2 separate regions of the Sus scrofa genome follow, and region 1 is linked to region 2. A link is a contact called in public Hi-C data. All regions are on one chromosome and are shown on one strand. Each heading gives the region's core, a stretch centred on a gene start, on an enhancer-like site or on the middle of the called end of the contact. The rest is flanking DNA. Distances are from core to core; before and after follow the strand shown.

What was found. A called contact is a pair of places that touch in the nucleus more often than the background predicts.
Region 1: a Hi-C map of fetal liver shows a contact between it and region 2, with 2.2 times the contacts expected there. The contact joins the promoter of NOL4L here to the enhancer-like site in region 2. A contact is called at or near these places in 6 of 47 Hi-C or Micro-C datasets (blood, fetal heart ventricle, fetal liver and 1 more) and 2 of 2 datasets of contacts at active chromatin or transcription factors (alveolar macrophages and skeletal muscle).

What each region holds. Positions count from the first base shown.
Region 1 is chr17:36,199,311-36,203,699 of Sscrofa11.1, forward strand. NOL4L (nucleolar protein 4-like) reads right to left here and starts at 1,725. Exons shown (of 11, transcript XM_021077429.1): 1 at 1,390-1,725. The coding sequence starts at 1,710.
Region 2 is chr17:36,157,843-36,162,265 of Sscrofa11.1, forward strand. The region is part of intron 1 of NOL4L (nucleolar protein 4-like); the gene reads right to left. Among named protein-coding and RNA genes, the nearest start is that of NOL4L, 41 kb to the right of the region's middle. Within about 2 kb of position 2,994, at least 31 of the 83 cell types and tissues checked have an H3K27ac peak or open chromatin away from gene starts, as enhancers often do. A contact at or near this core is called in alveolar macrophages, fetal liver, liver and 1 more, where this site is marked.

The sequences.
Region 1 (4,389 bases), core at 475-2,974, 40 kb after region 2:
CCGCCCGCCCTCCGCGCTCGCGGCTCCCCACTCCCCGCGGCCTGCAGCCCCGTCCCTGGGCGCGGGGGGAGGCGCCTCTGGATCCGCTCCCCGGCTCCCGCCTCCCTCCCTGGCGGCCCCCTCACCCCGCGGGCCCGGCCCGGGCGGCCGCCGGAGGGGGAGGGGGAGGGGACAAGTGCACTTTTCGTAACGACCGAATCAATTGTGTGTGAAGAGCCCGCTCCGGCCGGGGACTGGGCTGAGCGCGGGGCGGGCGGGCCGGACGGGGGAGGAGCACGGAGGGGGGAGCGAGGGAGCGAGGGAGGGAGGGAGGCCGGCGCGGGGCGGCCCCGCTCGCTTGCTCGGGCCGGGCGAGGCCGGGGAGGGAGCGAGGGGGGCAGGGAGGGAGGCTGGCCCGGCCCGGCCGGGCCGGGGGCTGAACGCACTAATGGAGGGTCTCCGCGACGGAAAGTTCAAAGCTCAGCAGCGCCCCGGGAGCAGCCGCCCCCCCAGCCCCCACCCGCTGCAGAACAATGAGGTCCCGGCGGGGGAGCCGCGGGGCCCGCGCCGCACGCCCTCTCCAGGGCGCCCCGGGCCGGAGGGGACGCCCCCGCCCGGCCGCCCGCCTCCTCCCTCTCGGCGGCTGCGGTTCCCCGCCCCCTCCCCCACGCCACCCCGCCCGGACCGGGCCGGCCCCGGGGACGGGGGAGGGGAGGGGATGGATAGGTCAGGCCGCCCCCGTCCCAGGGAGGGGGGAGCTAGGGGCCCGGGGGGCGGAGGGGGCGCCCCACCCACCCGCGGGAGGCTGCTCCTGCGCCAGGCTGCGGCTCGGGCTGCCCCTCCCCGGGCCAGCCCCGGGTGGGGTCGGAGAGACTGTGCCCCTGCGGGCCCCCTCCCCTGGCGCTGGGAAGCCGAGCGGACTCCCCGTCCCGTGGCCGCCCCTGCCCCCCCCACCGCGGCACCACCCTCCACACACACACACACACACACACACACAACACACACAGACACACACCGCCCAGCCGGCCCGGGGGCGGGAGCGCGAGGCGCCCGGGACAGGCAGCCCCGGGGCGGGCGGGGGGAGGCTCGGGCTTCGGAGCAGCCGCCTGCTGGCGGGGGGAGGGGACGGGAGGACGGAACATGCTGGGGTGAGCAGCCCGGGACAGCCCGCCCGGCACCGCCACGGCCCCGGCAGCGGCGCAGAGGGGGGCAGGGACGCCCCGAACCCGGAGCGCTGCCCGGGCGGGCTGGGGCGGGCGGGTGAGCAGGGACGCGTGCGCCTCGGGAGGACGAGACCCACGGACAACCTCAGGGACACACGTTCGGACACACATCCACACCCCCACCCCGCCCCCGCCCGCCCCGAGCCCCGCGGCGGGACCGGCCCGTGGCCGCCGCGCGCGCACTCACCGAGCCCGTCTTGACCGGCACATACACCACTTGGCCCATCTTGGGTTCCCGGCCGCTGCCCAGGCGGAAGCCCTTGGAGCGCACCCAGAACTGGAACTTGCCTTTCTCGCCGGCTGCCGGGCCGCTGCCCGCGCCGGTCCCGCCGCCGCCCTGCAGGACCTCGGCGATCCGCTGGTATTTGCTGCGTGTCACCGTCTTGGTTTTGGCCGAGTCGCCGTAGGTGCGCAGGCACCAGTCCCGGAACTGGCGGCCCAGCTCCGAGTCCCCGGGGCTGCGCTCGCGCTCCCAGCCCCCGCGCAGCAGCAGCGTCGGCTTCGGCATCCTCCCGCCGCGCCCGGCGCCCTCGGGGGCGGGCCGGCCGCCGGGCCGCCCGGTGCCGGGACTGGGCTGGGCTGGGCCGGGCCGAGCCGGGGCGCGCCGCGGCTCGGGCTGTCCCGCGGTGTGGCTCCGGCGCGGCTGCTTGATGGGCACGGGCGGCGGCCGGACGCGCGGGGCTGCGGCGCGCTCTGTCCTGCTCGGGCGGCGGCGGCGGCGTTGGCGGCGGCGGCTCCGGCTCGCCTCCTGCTCCGCCTCCTCCTCCCCCCCGGCCGGGATGCAGGAGCGATGGAGGCAGCTCCGGGCCCGGAGGTGCAGAGGGGGCGGGCCGCCCCGCGGGCGGCCGGGGGAGGCGGGAGGCGGGGAGCGGCCCCGGGCGCGGGGAGCGAGACCGAGCCTGGGCGCGGGCGGCGGCGGCGGCGGCTGTCAGCTCGCGCGGCTCATCCTGCTCCTGCTCAAGCTCCCGCTGCCGCTGCTCTTCCTCCTCCTCCTCCTCCTCCTCCTCCCGCGCCCGCCTCCACCACGCCGCGGGATCCCACCTGTTAGAGCGTCGCAGCCTTCGCCGCCAACCCCCCCCCCCTGCTTCTCGCGCCCGCCCGCGGGGCCCAGCCCCCGCCCCGGCCCGGCCCCTGGGGGCGCGGGGGCCGCCGCGCCCGCAGCCGCCCGGGAGGGCGGGAGCCGCAGGCGCGCGGTGCCCAGCCCAGGGACCGAGTTCCCTCTGGCCGGGCCTGGCCCCGAGCCTCGCAGGCCGCGCTCCGCCGGGACCGGGCGGTCTCGCAGGGAGTAGGGCGCAGACCCCGCCCGGCCACTAGGGTTCCTGCCTCCCCGGGGGGCCCCCGCCCGATTTTAGCCGGGCGCGGGTGGTACAGGGCAGGGCCCCTTCCCTTCTTCCCGGCGACTGGCCTGACCTCTCCAAGTGTGAGCCCGGCGCCAGAGGAGCAGTGTTCCCCTGGGGAACCCCAAATCACCACCCTTCTGGGAGCCCCAAACTTCCTCCCGCCTCACCTCGAATTCTCCCAAGTTTGGCTATCCTTGCTTCTGCCATCGCCACTGCTCTGGGACAGCCCCGAGCCCCAGGGAAGTCATCAACATTGACCGGTGGCCTCACTCAGGCCAGCCATGTCAAGGCTTGGGGCAGTGCTCAACCCACCACAAATTCATCCTTATACACCCTGCCTTCCCCAGGTGCACCGTGACCTAGACTCGCTGACTGAGTAAGCTCAGGTGGACCTGCCATCACCCTCCTCCCTGGGCAGGACTGACCTTGGGTAGAGCCAGCCCCCTCCCCCTTAAGGAGATTACTAACATAAATAAAGGCATAGGCCAATTCCCCAGCATTTCTGCCCTCCTTTCTTAACGGGTCTGAGAAATTGCTGAACTTCTTTTCCTGCTGTTCCCTAGAGTCCCTCCCAAAGGTCCCCAGGCCACTCCTGCAGGCAAGTCACCACCCAAGACTGAGTCCCAGATTGTGGCCAGTGCAGGACCATTTTCCGCCTAGGGACTACTAGCTACCTTCATCCCAAGGTCCCCCACCCTGGTTCCTAGAGAGTCCCAGGTCCTGGCAACTCTGAGAGGCAGAGAGGACTGGCCTATTTTACAGATGAAGGCCTGGGGCTTGGAGAGGTGACCTGACCTGGCCAAGGTCATGCAGGGAAGAGAGGAGGGCTCTGGTTCTGGTCTGTCTGGCTCTGGCTCGGGTCTGTCTGGCTCCTGCCACCACATCACACATGAAATCTCCCCCCTGGCCTCCCGCTGGGAGGGATCCCCCTCACTGTATGTGGCTGGCTTACTTCCCCCAGTAGACTAGGAGCTCCAGATGCACAGGGCCCATATCTGACTCATCCCTGTATCCCAGGCCCTAGCACAGCACCTGGCACACAGTAGGTGCCAATAACTGCTGAAAGAACCCAAGAGGTCTTCCAAGTCCCAACCTCTCTCTGCATTTCACATAGATTTATTTTTAGATAATTTACATTTCCATGTTACTTTATATATACCAACAACTCCACAGTCATTTTTCCTCTTTATCTTCCTAAGAGTTCTTTTTGGTTCCATGCTGGCATGCCCATTTTTCAGAGATGACCACTTGAGCTCAGAGAGGGCAAGGCACTACCCAAAGGCCGCATAGCCGCCCCCACCCTGGGAGAGGAGGGAGGCTGCTGCATGATTTGGAAGCCCCTGCCCTGACTTTTCCAATACATCCCTTAACACTTAACCCCACTGCTGACTCCCCTCCCGAGAACAAAGGTGCTCTAGCCTAACAACGCTAATGATCACTTTCAGCAAGCGTGCCCTGGAGCCTAGGCGGTGGGGCTGTCCTTTTGAATTGGTATTTTAGAGTTCCCATCCTGGCACAGCGGAAACGAATCTGACTAACATCCATGAGGACACAGGTTCAATCCCTGGCCTTGCTGAGTGGGTTAAGGATCCGGCGTTGCTGTGAGCTGTGGTGTAGGTCGAGACACAGCTCGGATTCAGTGTTGCTGTGGCTGTGGTGTAGGCCGGCGGCTACAGCTCTGATTAGACCCCTAGCCTGGGAATCTCCATTTGCCATGGGTGCAGCCCTAAAAAGCCAAAAAAATAAATAAATAAATAAATAAAGAACTGGTATCTCTATCTAGTTCCAAGGCACACTTCAATAACCACTAAGCCAGACCACCTCCATGCATTCTGGGTCTTTTCGTG
Region 2 (4,423 bases), core at 1,744-4,243:
TCTCACACAGTAATTAGATACCAGCTGTCAGTGCAGGGGGGACGGCTCCGCGGCTGCAGCCTGGGTGGGGGGGCGCACAAAGGGGGCGGGGGGGTACGCGGGGAGGAGGGCGTTAAAGACACAGGGACACTTTCCGCGGGTGGGCCGGGGTGACGCGCGTCCCCAGCTCCGGCCTCTTGGCGCGCGCGCCCGCTCACCTGGAGACCCCGCCCGCGCGGGGCCCCGCCCATTCGACACGCACCTGCTGCGCGCGCGCCCGCCTGGCGGCCCTAGCGTTACCCCTCTCCTGGCCCCGCCTCCCCACTCTCGGCGCACCTGCTCCGCTCCCGCCCTCCCGGGACGCTGCCCACCTGTCCTTTGTGCCGGGCGGTACCATTCGATCTGGCCAGCTCTCCTTCAGGGAGCGCCCGCTATGTGCCAGGCGCCGTGCCAAGCCTGATCTGTGTAATCCTCACAGACCCTCTGCGGTAGGCGCCTCTGCTCTTCCCCGCCCAGGGAACAGCGGGGTGTGGCCATTTGCCCAGGGTCATGCAGACTTGAACCCCCATCCCGATGCCCATTTAATCACCAAACTACAGCGCCTCCCCATCGTGTCCACATCCGTTATAGCTTCGGGGCCTCCAAACCGCTCAGGGAGACAAAACAATCACACTGGTGGCCGGCATCATGGTGTACTTAATGTGTGCCAAGCGTTCACCGCCTCATTTCACTTTCCCAGCAGCCCTAGGAGGTTTATTACCTCCATCTTACAGGTGGGGAAACTGAGGCACTGAAAGCTGAAGCACCTTGTCCACAGGCATGGAGAAGAGAGTGGCAGAGCTGGGATTCAACCCCTGCAGCCACACCCCAAAATCCATGCTCTCAGCTACAGGGCACTATTAACTCCATCCCCAAGGCAGTAATCGGCCCAGGCCTTCTCCTCCTTTCATTGTTCAGCCCACCCACATCCTGTCCCAGCATCAGTGAGGAGCTGCTTCTCTTAGCCATACCTGAAAAAAATCGATGTTCCTAGGCCTAAGCCACTGCCACATCCCTAATTTTTGCCAGACCTCCCAGAAACCCTTGCTCTCAGTGAGGGTATCCACTTGGAAATCACTGGAGGCCAGCCTCGCCATTTCCCAGATAGGGAAACCAAGACCATCAAGGTGAAAGGCTAGCCCAGGCTTTGATGGCTTTGTGGAGACTTTTAGAGGAGTTCAGTCCCCAAAGGCCCAGCTATGCCTCCTGTCCCCCACACCACAGTCAGGCCTGGGGGTGGGGGGTGCACACCAAGGAGGGGCAGGAAGTGCTGAGAAGCAGAGCGGGCTCCTGTCCCCAGTGGCGGCGGCGGGTGTCTGGGGCAGGAGGAGGCTATCTGATCCCTTCCCCACTGCCCCGGCCATGACCTCCTCCCTCCCTCCCTCCATCTCTCCCTCCTCCCTCATGGCCAGGGTAGCCAGCACCCTGGGCTGCTGCTGAGAACCCAGCATTCCCCAACCCGGCCTGCATTCCTGTGGGAGGAGGGGTGGGGGGGAGGTTGGGCCAAGGGCTTTAGGGACAGGGGCACCCCTGGGGCTGCCCCACCCTGCCTGGGCCAAGGCCGGGCTGTCTCCAACCTCACCATTTCCTGCCTCTGCTCTCCCCATCTCTCAGTAGCAGAGCTGCCTAAATTTGGCTCCAGGAGGGAATGGGGGAGGTGGCAGCAGGCGGGTGCTGTCAGAGGCCAGGGCGCAGCTCCCTGTCTAGCCGGCTGGCATTTTTGCTGTCTGGAGGAGGGCAGGGGGGCCTAGCAGCCCTCTCCAGGAAAGGGAGATGTTCGTACCTTCTGACATGCACTGAGTAATGTGCAAACGACATGCAAACCGAGCTTCAAATCAGCATCTCAGCCAGGGAACAGCTTGGGTGCTGCTTTTGGGATGAGAACAGAAGGACCGGTGGCCCACTCCCCAGGGGCTCCAATGGGGGCTGGGGGTGGGTACAGGGTGTCCGGGGCTGGCAGTTGAGGGATTCCGTTTCTTGCCAGGTGGAGCTTTGGGGCTTCAGATCAGTGGCTGGACCCTTGGGTCTCAGCCTAAGGGCAGGACCATGGCTTTCTCTGACTCCTCTGGCATCATGCTGGGCACACCCTGTCACACGGTTAAGCACATGGGTTTGCAGCCACTCTGCCCAGGTCTGAACCCTGGCTCTCCACCGGCCAACTCAATGCATTCCTCACCATCCCCAAACAACTCATGTGATCAACATCCCTTTTAGGACTTCCCTTCCCTAGAAGGTGGGCACAGGGGCGTGGCTGGAAAGAACAGGGGCTTTGGAATCAGACCTGGATGCCAGGTCTGGCTTGGCTAGTAAGGCTCTGTGGGTCTCACTTTCCTCCTCTAGGAAATGGGTTCGGGATCAGCTGTGATGTCCACATGAGGGCCTAGAAGGCGGTGGGGACTCTACACGTCTTCCCACCAGCAAGGTGTCATTGCTGTCTGCATTCGTTCCACTACCTTCTACTTCCCAGTCCCACCTCCCCTCTCCTCTTTGCTCTCTGTCTTGGTTTTTCTCTTGTCCTGTTGATTTCTCTCAGTTTCTCTCCTCCTGTTCCTTCTGCTTGTCACTACCTCTCAGAGTCTCAGTCTGCACATCTGCTGCAGGGGGGCAATGGGAGGTGAGGGTGAGCTCTGTTTGGGGTCTGGGGCCCAGGAGGCACTTGATGGGTGGCAGATCTCTCTGAGACCCATTTATATCCCAAATGGCCGAGAGGGGTGGGCTGTGCCCTCAGCTCTATCAGGTACAGAGTGCTGGGGCCCCGCTTCTCGGTAACTCTGTTTCACCCCAGATAACTGCTCTCCTGCCCCTCGGCCGGGGCTGATATGAGCTGAATCCAACTTCCTGCCACCCAGAAGCCACTTCCTGCCAAACTAGAGCTGATACCAGAAGAACTTGTTTTGTGTGCACAGAGCAGTCCCGCTGGGGCAGACACCCGCCTGCCCAGGGTGTGAACATTTTTTCCACTTGCCGGTCTGCCTGGTGGGGCTGGGTGGGGGAGGATGGGGACTCTGCCCTCCTCACCTCTGAACCTACCCATCCTGCCCCACCGTAGCCTCGGGGCCTGCCAGCCATCCCAGGAAGGGTGCCAAGTGGCCCTGTGGGCCCAGACAGACACGTGTAGGCAGCGATACGGTCTGACACAGCCCCACACAAGGCCCGTCTGACAGTCCCCAGAGCCACGGGGCGTTCGGGGCGAGAACTCTGGGAGACAAGTGTGTGACCCTGTGAGAAGCCGTCACACACACTCAGAGTCACATACAACCACACACAGAATCCCACACAGCCAGGTACACCTGGTCTCAGAGTCACATACGCGTGCACACAGAGCTCCCATGCTTGCCCAGCCTCCGCCTTCCAGATGTACTCATTCAACAAATGGCCTCTGAGGGTCTGCTCCGCGCCAGGCCTTGGGCTTAATCCAGAGTAAAAACTACTGGAATAGCCACAAATTATTAGCTGACCTGTGCTGGTCCCTCAGTTTCCTTATCCGTGAAATGGGGGAAACAGCCCTGCCCCCCCAGGGGTGTTGGGAGGATGAAGGAGCTCATGCGTGCAAGGCCCCTGTCCGCGTCTGGCCCACAGACAGTGCCGCCTAAGTCAGGCTATCTTAGTGAACCAGGGGGCATCCTGCACCCAGCTTCGCTGAGATCTTACATACCTTATCTCCCTGAGTCCCGGCCCAAGCCCCCGCACCTCAGGTCCTCATTCCCATTTCCACAGACGAGGACACGGAAGCTCAGGGAAGAGGCCCACAGGTCCTCAGTGGCCCCACTGACCTCATCGCCCACCACGTGGCGCTGGTGCCCCAGCCTGCCTTGCTGCCCGCCCCATCGTGCGCACACTGTTGCCTCTGCCCGGAACGCCCCTGCCACTTGCTCTTGGCATGACCGGCTCCTCCTGAGCTGCCTACTTACCCAGCTCCTCCCCAGAGCCTAGCAGCCCCTGTTCACGTCCCTCAGAGCGCTCATCGCCTGTGGAACATTGGACGCCCCACCGGACTTTAAGGTCCAAGGATCGGGCCCATTTTGTCCTGTCCTCTGGCACATAGTAGGTGCTCAACCACTTCAGAATGAAGTGAACGAAAGAAGTAGCCTGCTCCTCACAGCTCTTGAGGACAGAGTCTGGATGGAACCCAAACCAGGACACCCCGAAGCTGGAGCTCCCTCCCCGGCTCCCTTGCTTCAGACACCACCGGCAGGCACTTCAGAGCGTGTGAATGAAAGGAGGAAGGAATGAATGAAACCAGGATTTCAGGATCCCAGTCCAGTGCTCTCTGGGCCAGACCTGCTTCACTTCCTGGCAGCGTGGACGCGAGCCAAGCTCCAGCCGCCTCGGAGGGTGGCGGGCTGACGGGCCGCCTGAAGCCGGCTGTCAGGAGCTCGTCTGGCCACAGCCGCCAGCAGGGGAG